2 separate regions of the Capsicum annuum genome follow, and region 1 is linked to region 2. Evidence: chromatin contacts called from public Hi-C data. All regions are on one chromosome and are shown on one strand. The core of a region is the stretch at or near the end of the contact, and the rest is flanking DNA. Distances in the headings are between cores, read along the strand shown.

What was found. A called contact is a pair of places that touch in the nucleus more often than the background predicts.
Region 1: a Hi-C map of placenta shows a contact between it and region 2, with 3 times the contacts expected there. The contact joins the promoter of LOC107864039 here to the promoter of LOC107864043 in region 2. A contact is called at or near these places in 3 of 5 Hi-C or Micro-C datasets (leaf and placenta).

The regions. Positions count from the first base shown.
Region 1 is chr3:28,278,973-28,284,801 of UCD10Xv1.1, reverse strand. LOC107864039 (gamma-tubulin complex component 4) reads right to left here and starts at 4,203. Exons shown (of 16, transcript XM_016710292.2): 1 at 3,817-4,203; 2 at 2,171-2,462; 3 at 268-404. The coding sequence starts at 3,992.
Region 2 is chr3:28,107,115-28,112,830 of UCD10Xv1.1, reverse strand. It overlaps LOC107864043, which reads right to left and starts at 1,519. Exons shown (of 2, transcript XM_016710298.2): 1 at 755-1,519. The coding sequence starts at 1,331. The coding sequence ends at 792.

The DNA of each region.
Region 1 (5,829 bases), core at 2,954-5,453, 170 kb before region 2:
CAATTTAAATTTCTCACAAAATGCCCCACCAGTATGTGTGATTCTCTCTGTAGACACCGGCATGCCTTATCAGAAAGAAAATAAAAATTGTACAACCGCTAGCGTAGTATTCAAAGACTGGACATGTAAGCAACTTTTGAGAAGTATGGCAACAACCATGACAAATAGATGAGCCACAAAAAATAAAGATAAAACAGAAAAAGAAGGAAAAAAACAGCCGAGAGTTGAGACGGCAAAAAAATCTGATAAAAGTTTTTAAATGCTCACCTCTGAATGCATATCTGTAATTCAGGAACCCCACAGTGGCAACGTTTGTGTAAAAGGTTGAGAAGCTTTCCACCATAAATGTTATCGCGTTCAATCTCTAGAATCAACTCAAAAAGAGGAGGCAAAAGAACAAAGAACTAAAATAAGACATGTTAGTAGGTCATTTAAGAAACAAACACCAGTTCATTGAATGTACTGAAGTAGGAAGACCAAGAAAATTAAGCATGGAAAAATATGGGCAACAAGAATAATATGAAACTTGAGGAAACAGTGTCAAGCCTTGATGAGAACAAAATAAGTGCCACGTCAAGAACTAATAAAATTTTAGTGAAAAGCAGAGAAATGCAGGTTCAGTAAGAAGGGATAAGCATAACTGGCTAGGAAATGGAAGTCTTAAGCAACTGTTCCCTGACATATATTTTAAATCAGCAACAGAATTCTACTTTACATGATGTGTGGTCAAATCAAGGCTGGAACTTGACCTACAGAAGATTGATGCAAGACTATTTTTACTGTAAGTTCTGCCTATAAAGACATGAATCAGATGGGGTCTCAGATCAGTTTTTTGCCTTGGAAGCTGAAAGTAAAAATTCCATATAAAGTAGCTATGTTCACTTGGTTGGTCGTGAAGGAAGCTGTTTTAACTCAGGAGAACCTAATGAAGAAGGCAAACATATGTGCTCAAGATGCTTTTTTTGTGAACATAATGTAGAGACAATTAATCATCTATTTCTTCACTGTAAAGTGGTCAGCCAGCTTTGGAATCTTTTTACCAGCTTCAGAGGCATAAGGTGGACGATGTCGGGAAGAACAGGGAAGGCACTAAATAGCTGGAATTCTGAGGGTGGTGGTAGCACTAACAAAGGCAGATGGAGAATTGTCCCGGCAGTAATATGGTGGACCATTTGGAAAGAGAGAAACTATAGGTGTTTTGAAGGAAACAACTCTCTTCAAAAGTTAAAGATGAGCTGCATTATAAGTTTTGCTATAGGTGTAGCTCGGAGTATATAGATGACCCAGTTTCTATGGTAGACATCCTAGGATCCTTGTAAGATGAGATAGGATTTAGTGTTAGTCTATTGTTTTTACTCTTTTGGATGTAGATTCAATGATGTAATTTTGGCTTCCAGCTTTTTTGCTGATGATTTATATATAGTTTGTTACCATTGTCAAAAAAAAAAAAAAGAAGGGATAAGCTACTAGAAAAAGAAAAGGAAAACAGAAAACTTTAAAATCAGCCAAGCGCACTTACGGTTGACTAGGATAAAGAAACAAGGAGCTATGCACCAGAAGAAACATGCATAAAAGACTTGATACAGTCAAAGAAACCAGCCAATCTAACAATTTCTCACTCCAGTTTTTAGTATCATTGAATTAGGGCCAGTTTGGGTCGCTAGTGTAGGGAATTACTTGGTGGGGGTTTTATTCCTGTTATGATTCTGTATTCAGTGTTCCATGTTTATTACGAATCTGTGTGCTTTTCTCTGCTTTTCTCTGTTTTATATTCCTTATGGGTGCCGTATTTATGTTATGTAATCTGCTTCTGTGCTTTACTATGTGTTTGTGTGGTATCTCGTGCCTTGAGCCGGGGGTCTTTCGGTTTCTACTTCATCAGAGGTAGAGGTATGGACTGCGTACATCTTACCCCCCCAGACCCCACTAGGTGGGAATACACTGGGTTTGTTGTTGTTGTTGTTGTTGAATTAAGCAAACGAAAAAGAACAATCGCCATACGGGTCTATGATTCAAATACAGAATTCCATGACAACATATTAAAGTGATGATCTACATTTCTGCTTTTGCTTGCCTCTTTTCACAGTAGACAAATAGTCATCAATAATGTGATCATAAGCAAAGAAGAACCGAAACAAAGTCTATTACATAGAGGAAACAAATGACCCACCTTATTGAGGCCTTGAGTAAGTGTTGCCACGATAGGCAGTGAATCAGACAGTAACTTTTGCTCAATGTGTAGAACAACAGACCTATAAACTGACAACACCTCAACAATACCATTCGCAATGGCCCTCCTGTACACACTGTGCTTCGATGTTTTCCCTTTTAATAGTTGGGATGTCCTCAACAGAGGTGACTCATTCGGGGACCTGATCCAACTTAAATTACGAGACTTGGCTGCAAAGCGGTCTAGCTCTCTGTAGTAAAATCCTAGAGTAATAATCCTCTCAATGACATCCCTACACCCAAACCCAAAATCACAATATGTTACAGCCAAATATTATAAAGGTAATACATCAAAGGTCCTAGCTACCATAAGAGCATTTATATGTTTAAATGATAAGTGGCTGCATACTGTTTAGCTAAATAAGCAAAGGCAGCTTAAAAATGCACCAAGATTCTAAATATTCCATTTGAAAGGAAATTAATGCTTTCTTTGACAATAATCCTCTCAAAGACATCCTGCACCTAAATCCAAAACCACAAGAAGCACCTACACTTTACAACTAAGCTATATAAATAAGGCCCAAGAAATTGTAGGAGCAATTTTATGAACTAAAGGAAGAAAACCACATTGTTATAATTGGTTTGAATGCAGATATTTCCGAAAGCAGTGAGGTTTTATATATTAACCATCAAAATGAAACAAACTTTTTCCATGTTTACAACTCCACGAGGTAGGGGGAAGGTTTGCATACCTGTGGGGATTTCACTGGATATGTTGTTGTTGTTGTTGGTCTAGCTATATGAATCCTCACTATCCATTTCCCTCCATTTGGACTAGTTTTATTGCAAACTCGACCATTTTGGGTTCTAACACTAGAGCCTCTTTACATTTTCTACCAATATACACATCTCTAAACAGTTCTAAAAAAGAAAAAAGTTGTCTTTTTTACTTTTTTGATAGCGTAAGGGTGGAGTAAGTACAGTAACAAAAAAAAGGGCAGCCCGGTGCACTACAGCTCCCGTTATGCGCAGGAAAGGGCCCTACCACAAGGGTATATTGTATGCAGCCTTACCTTGCATTTTTGCCGGAGGCTGTTTTCAAGGTTTGAACCCATGACCTCCTGGTCACATGACAACAACTTTACCAATTACTCCAAGGTGTAAGGGTGGAGTAAGTACGGTAACATAAAAATATAAAAGACACAATAAATAGCAAGCCTTTCAGCGGGTGGGATGAAAGATAAATCAAGGGCAAGCTTAAGGTTGGGTACTTACACCATCTATTGAGGTTACAAATCTCTAAACGGACTAAAATTGAATTGCATTTATGCAAATAGAAAAACAAAGTCAGAAAAAATTATTCAATTGTTGGTAGGGTAACATAGAAGACGAGAAGACAATAAATTGAGGTACACATCTCTTAAATGGACTAAAAATGAATTACATTACTCGAATAGAAAAAAGATAAAAAGGCAGCCACAGCCCAGGGAAGGGCCGGATCACAAGTGTTTATTATACCCTACATTTCTGCAAGAAGCTATTTCCACAATTGAACCCGTGAACTCCTAGAAACGTGCAACAACTTTACCAGTTATTTATTTACATAGAAGAGGAAGAAAAATAAAAAAGGGACAATAAATAGCAAACCTTTCACTGGGTTGAATGAAGGAGATATCAGGAGCAAGCTTAAAAGTGTGTTGATGAGAAATGGGTGCATCTGGTGATAAGGGAATGTGGGTCCCGGTTTGTTCTTGTTGTTCTCTAACGTCGATGATGAGATCTCCCGTGTAACCTAAGAGGGCCAGTAAGAGTTCGTGCAGCATAATTGTTGAACAAAATTGGTAAAGGTGAATTGAATTGAATTGTTTTATAATTAATACTAATTAACTGAAGAAAGAGAGAGAGTGTGTGTGTTTGTATTGAATTTTGATTTTTAGAAGTTTTGGAGGATTGTTGTGTTGCTGGAATGTGGAAGAAAAGCGGGAAAGGGTTGGAGTGCGAGTCGAGAAAATTTGGCCATTAATGCTATTCAAGTTTTCAATTAGCAAAATGATATTTTCTTTTCAAGTTTTCAATTAGCAAAATAATTTATTTTTAATTTTCATTTGTCAGATTGATAATCAATCTGTTTATATATAAGTCGGATCGATAATTGATCTGTCGGATTGATAATTGATCTGTCTATATATCTGTCAGATAAATAATAAACCTATCGAATTGATAATCAATCTATCTATATATCTATTGTCCTATCTGTCTCTGAAATGGGTCATCTCCCTAAATAAAAAAATTATGATTCATTTAATTAAAAAATAAACTTAAAAAGATCTATTTAACAAAGAGTGCCGTGAGTCCAAATTTTGACGGGTCGGGTTGTACATTATGTGGGCTTAAGAAGGAAAGTGTCCTACTATTCAAGTTTTTGCACCCTAGGAACTAAAATTAGGCATTTTGCGATACAATTTGTAGGTTCTGAAATGAAGTTTTGCCTTTATCAGTATAAGTTCAGTTGGAACTAAGCTTGCACTTAACAGTCTAACCTAGTGATTAATGAAGCGGTTGAGAACCACGAGGTCTTAAGTTTAAATTCCAACAAAGACAAAAATATTTCTCTCATCTATTCTAGTCTTAGTAGACAAAGTTACCTAGTGATTTGGACACATGGTTATCATCGCGATAATTAGTTTCAGGTAGAAAGCAACGAGTGAAGACTTGAGGTGCTTAAACACTAATTGTTTCAATAAATAGGTGATACAAACCGGATTACCCCAAAGATCTTAACTCAAGGTAATTGGCGATGTTTTAGAGATGAAAAGGAGTTTTTGTAACCCACCATGATGAGGATGGCGATGAAGGAATATTTCCCTTTAGGTAATGGCATTTAGGATCATTTTTTAGCCTATTAGCCATTTAGGGAACATAGAACAATTGAGATACTCTCCCTAGAGACTCATGAGCTAACTTGTGAGCTCGACAAAGGTTCAACCAAGTGAACAAGGGTCTGCTGGCTTAGACGCACACTCGTGGGGCGACTCTGTGTTCTGCAAGTTGAATGCAAGTTGTGTGGGCTATGTTTGGCTATGCCATATGACATAAGAAGGCGTGTTTAAGGAAGACGCTTGAGATCAAGGCCAAGGATTAAAGGTTATCCTACTCGAGCGAAGCAAAGGCCAAGTGCACATGCACGAGGCGACTGTCAAGCTTGAGAATATGACTGTGCACGTGATAGCGATGCTCAGGCCCAAGCAAGAGACAAGTATGTTTGTAGCCTTCCCTGCAAGTGCATATGGGCTAGATCCAACATATGAAGGTGCGCCATAAGAGTTGCTTATACATCGGTCATGTCAGTCGACAATGATAGAGCGGCACCAAAGGGGGCAAGCCTCTAAGGCAAGTTCCCCACAGGCACAAGAACGTGTTAAGGACCTGAGAAATGAGGAAGGCTAGTCTATAGCCAGGGAAACTATAGGCGCCACATGGGCATGCAGTGAAAAATAAGCCTGTGACAAAGGCGCCAAATACTTCAGCAATTTCTATAAATAGCCTTTTCCCGTTCTTCAAAGTTCAAATCAATTTTTCCACTTCATCCTCTTTTTTATTTTTGTTTCGTTGCGCCAGATCCAGATATTGGACAACCGGTTAAGTGTCACTGCTCAATTG
Region 2 (5,716 bases), core at 270-2,769:
TGCTAAGGTTACTCATCCCCCATTCTTCTGGCATCTCATCCTGTTCTAGTACCTCTCCCTAGGTCATTCTGCTGGCATCTCATCCCCTTCTGGTACCTATTTCTAGTTACATTACTTTCATGCAATTTCCATTGAAGTAAGCTATTTTAATTGTGATTGCACTTAAAGTTTTATTAATACCAGTTGATAGTTTGAGCTACTGTTTCATTGAATTAGTTACTGTAACATAAACAATACAAAAATTCATGAAATTTGTAGTGCTTCATCATAAATTTGTGCACCAGGCCGCCCTTTTTAAACATCTAATAAGTTCTTCAAGTGAATCAAATATCAGTTGACAGACGAATGAAGTAGCACATAATCAGAAAAATCAAATGCCTTCATAATTTTGTGTTCATTGTTGACCCTTCCTCCTTTTAATCTATTATCATTTTTTCTTTCATAAACGAGCAAATTATCATTACCACAAAACAATGCAACAACTTATCCAGCGTAGATTGTATACCAAAAAAAAAAAAAGTCCATAGCAGTACAGAAAAAGGAATAATGGAAATGAAGAAGCCGTGGCAAAATACTATAGACAACCTAACAAATCATCCTGAACAGTAATTACAACAAGACACGATAATCAAAGCTCAAAAAACAACAGATAGTAACTGAACTCAACGTACAAGAAACTGCAATAGTAATACTACGACTAATAGTACAACTAATAATCAGGGAAAGCAAGACAACACTTTACTATCTAACTAACCTCTTTCAGCAAATTCCATCATCCTTTTTGTACGCAGCTAAACAGAAGACACAAGATGACTGTTTCGAATCTTCAAAATTTCTCCACTGTTATTACAATTCAATCCACGTCCACATTGCGGACAAATCAGAAAATTATCAAGTGGGAAACTCGCCGAAGCAATTCCAACAGAAAACCCAAGATTATCACCATCCTTAACAACCTCCACAATATTCAACCACAAAAAAAGTACTTTCACACTAACTCCATATAAACTCGTAAGCCTATTATTCGCTATGTATCCACCGAACTTCGATTTATACCGAAGCTGATAAGAACCTTCTAGAGCAAAACTGCAATCGCCGTTAAGATGAACACTGAACTTCCCGGTACTCTTATCCAGATTGTATCCAGTAACACCTTTTGGTAGAATTCCAATAGGGAAGCCGTAGCTTGACAGTAAGTCGTAAGCGGTGAGCGAAGTGACACCGTCGACGGCCACGTCAACGGCGGCGGAGTCAACGGTCGTAATGACGGCGGCGGTGATTAAGAGAGGAAGTGTTAGGGTAACGGCAGCGATCTGACGTGTAGTAAACATTGATGCTGGGATTTTTATATGATGAGATTTCTCTCCGATGATGCGCCGGCGATGTATATATGATTGTATTGACTTTGGGGAGGTTTGGAAAATTGTTTTTTTCTTTTCAATTATTATTTTGGCTTTTTTTTGGTATAGAAGATGCTAAGAAAAAAATAACTTTGGTCAACAGATGTTGATGTCTTGCACAGTAGTAGAACTCCTTCATTTTGTGTTGCTTTTTTTTTTGGCCAATTTTTAATTTGACTTTTTATATAAAATATTTAATATATAAGATTAAGAAATTATCTTGATATATTTTCTATAGCTTTAATTTAGAAAATTAAAAAATTTAAAATTCCTTTTTACTTTTAAATTTCGTGTCTAGTCTAAAGCAGACACAATTAAAATGGAAAAAAGTTTGTAATTATACTCCCTCTGTTCATAAATATTTGTCCACTTTTGACTTCATATATTTTAAAAAGCAATAAATAAAAGGATGATTTTGTTATGGCATCCTTTGAATATAATAATTTTTTATTTAAAAAATACAATGAGTGATGTATCATATTTAATACCAAGATAAAATAGATAAATTATTCATTAATTTCATAAATTGGACAAGTATTGTTGGGCATTTCAAAATGAAAAAAAATGAACAAGTAAAGATGGATGGAAAGATAATTTAGTTAATTAATTTGAAATACACTTATGAAAATCCACTCTAGAGTCTAAAGAGTTTAGCTCAAATAGGATTGAGATAAAATATTTTAAGTGTAAATTTAATGACGTAATATATGAGGTTTACGAAAGTCATAAGCATTTAAAAGAGGAAAGTTTCATGTATCTTGAATATGTTATTCAGACAAATGAAGATAAATGAAGGAATTGACGAGAATGTCATTCAGTGTATTTTGATATAAAATAAATAAAATAAAGGCTCATATTTTGAGTCTCGTCTAATGAACAGGTGCCGCCAAACTTAAAAGGCAACTTTTACAAAATGATCAGAAACAAAATCAAAATTTAACGTTTAAAGATTCTAAAAATTAAACTAAAAGGAATAAAAGTTGACATTAACACATATTCTTGAACATTTGAACGGAACTTGAGAAGTATTTGCAAAAGAAACGATCTGTTGTTTGAGAGAGAATGTGTTTCTTATTTATGTTCTTTTTTAAAAAAATAAAATAATTAGTTTGTAAAAAAAATCTTTATATACTGTTGGAATTTTTAAAGAAAATAATTATTGTGTAAAAAAAACTTTATGTACTGTTGGAAAAAATGTATGGTCTACGACGCCACGTGCATACAAGGTGGGAAAAACTAATTACAATTTTGAAAAAAAATCTGCACATGTATGCAGCATTATGCTTAGCAAAAACAAAAACAAAAAAAAAAAAAAGAGCACGCAAAAGAGACCATTAACAACAACTTCCTTATCATTAAGATACTGTTTGATCAGTTAAAAACTCTCACATATAAAAAAATGAAAGTGACAAAAATGAAAATATTACGATGGGTGTATGAACATACAAAAAAAGATAGAATTAGAAATTGTTGGATTCAAAATTGAAAGGGCGTCATGCAGAAACTAATAATTTACAAATCATAGAAGTGATAATTCAGACAAATAAGAAAAACATACTAAAATGCATAATATAAATATGATTTAGTCATTCAATCTACATATTAAAAGCTAATATTGAAAAAACAAAATCTAATGAAAGAAATTTATCCTAAACAAGACTCTTTAAGGACTATATTGTGAATATTATTATGTTGTGATTTGAGAGGCGTCTTCTATTTATAAAGATCTCAAAATTTTCCTTCAAGAAGGGGTTAGCCAAATATAAAAAAAATTATATTTTCTTTTAGAAAAAATAAAAGTAATTATGGTATTACTTTTATTTTTCTTTAACGTAAAATTAATACTCAAATTTGGTAAGAAAATTAAGGCAAAAACATTAGTAAATTTCTACTTTTGGACTTGATTTTCTCGACAAAACTTAATCAGCTTTCTTCATATGCATTATCTTCGTCTTCTCATAATCGTCATATTTGTTGTTTGACATACTTAAAAATGAAGCTCCTTTTGGGTTAAAAATATATGAGCTCTTCCGGGTTAAAAATATTTAAGTCTTTTACAGGGTTAAAAGTGAGCTTTATTTTCAAAAATGTAATAGTAGAATTGTTAAAAATATAATTGACAATTATCTCTACTTGTAGTTTTTTTTTGACTTCTTTTTTTACTAAAAATAATCTTCATTATCATCAAGTTGCTGCAACCTGATTAATTTGTCCTTAATTTGAACCATTAGACTCATAGAATCGTTGACCACAAACTTTGATACCAGTTGTTGGGTTCAAATAGAGAGGGAGTCATGCGAAAACTAATAGTTTACAAATTATAGAGGTGAAAATTCAAATGACAAAGTAAAACATATTAAAAAGCATATTACAGATATGATTTGGTCAAACAACCTACATACTAAAACTAATATCATAAAAAAGCATAAAACATAATCGGAGAAATCTCTCCCTAATCAAGACTCCGTAAGGACTATAATGTGGATGTTTTTGTTTTGTGGTATGAGATCAATAAAAAGAAGTGATTGTGACCACACATTGATTAATTCTTGTTGGGTTATTAAGAGGTGTGAATGAAAAATGAAAATGTATTTTTTTTTTTCGAAAAGACATTAAGAGAAAGGATGCAATTTGAATAGACACCTTTTCAGATTGAATGATTTGACCTTTTCAATGGGTTGTGACTTTTTGAAGAGTTGCACCTTTTCGAAGAGTTGCATCTTTACGAAGGGGTGCACCTTTCTGAACCATTGTTTCTCTTCATGAAGCAACACCTTGATGGCTATAAATACCTGATTTTTTTCAGGTAAAGACAATTATTTTTTAGTAGAAAAATAATCTTCTCCTTTTAAAACTCTCGTGTGATCATCAAATCGTTGAGTGTGTTCGAAGTTTCAGAAAATTTGAGGTACCGTTATTTTCAGAAAGAGAATCATTTTATCCTGGGAGAAAAGATTTCATAACCTCGGGTATGTGAGGGGAATAAATTCCTTAAGGACACACCGTGCATTTCAGTGGACTTGATTCTACAATTTTCTACTTCATCTTCTTTCTTAAAGTTGATAAACACTTCAGTTTGATAATTCATTTGATTATTCATTTAAACTTGTGTTTGAAGTTGTTGTAAGTTTATTGTAGTTCTTGAACTTAGTATTGAAGTTTGGTTTGAAACATACAGACTTTTATAACCGGAACAACAATATTAAGGAATTTATACTTATCTGTATTGTTTGATTTACTGTTTTTCAGTAAATAGTTTGAACTTCATATTGATAGTTCTTCAACTTTTTGAATTTGTGTTTGAAGTTCTTGAAAATTCATTTTGATAGTTCATAAGTTGGTTGAACTTGTGTTGAAGTTCTTAATATTTGGTTTTGCTATTTTCCATAAAAATAGTTTGAACTTCATTTTGTCGATGTTCATAAGTTAAGTTGAACTTGTTGTTAAAAATTCAAAGTTGTAAATACGGATTTTAAACTTCATTTTATTGTTCATATGTTAATTTGGACATGTGTTTGAAGTTATTGTTGGAAAATACAGATTTTAACAAATCCGAGAAAAACAACAATTTTAAGAAAATTATAAAAATATTTATTTTTTGTGCTTGTTTGGTGAAAAAGATTATCAACATTTATAAATCAAGTATTTGATTAATCTGTATTGGGTCGGATTTTATGGAGACTAAAATCTTTTAATTTCTACTCTCTCGGATAGAAGAATATAAAAACTTCATCGAGATATCGATGTGGGAATTTGGTTCAAAGAATATAAAAACTTCACCAATTTGTTAACATCTCTGTATTAATTTCTGGAGTTTAAAATATGTGGGGTTTCACTCTGTTTGAATTTGATTCTGATTTGAAGTCATAAAAACTTCATCATATTTCAAAGTTCATTCGATTGATGATTTGAAGATATAAAAACTTCATCATTGACTAGAAACAAGTTGGCTAAAGATTAAATTTTTTATTGTTAGTATTCTGAAATACTAATTGATTTGGTTGTGAAGGTTGTTGTCCCAACGACAACCAATGTTGCGTCATTAAGTCGTTTAGATATTGCTCTAGCAATGAAAATGACAGAAACAAGAAAAATATTTTGGTATGAGCTTCAAAGAATGAAAGCAAATAATGCCATTTTGTCTGGCCAAACTTGAAACGCAAATGTTCACAAGTATAGATCATCATATTCTAGGAAAAAAAATAATGATTGAATATCAATTTTCTGATTTGAAAGATATTGTAAGTCATTCTAAGATAGACGAGGATAATAAGCTGAATGAAAAATCATCAATGATGATTGCAAATTTTGTTAAA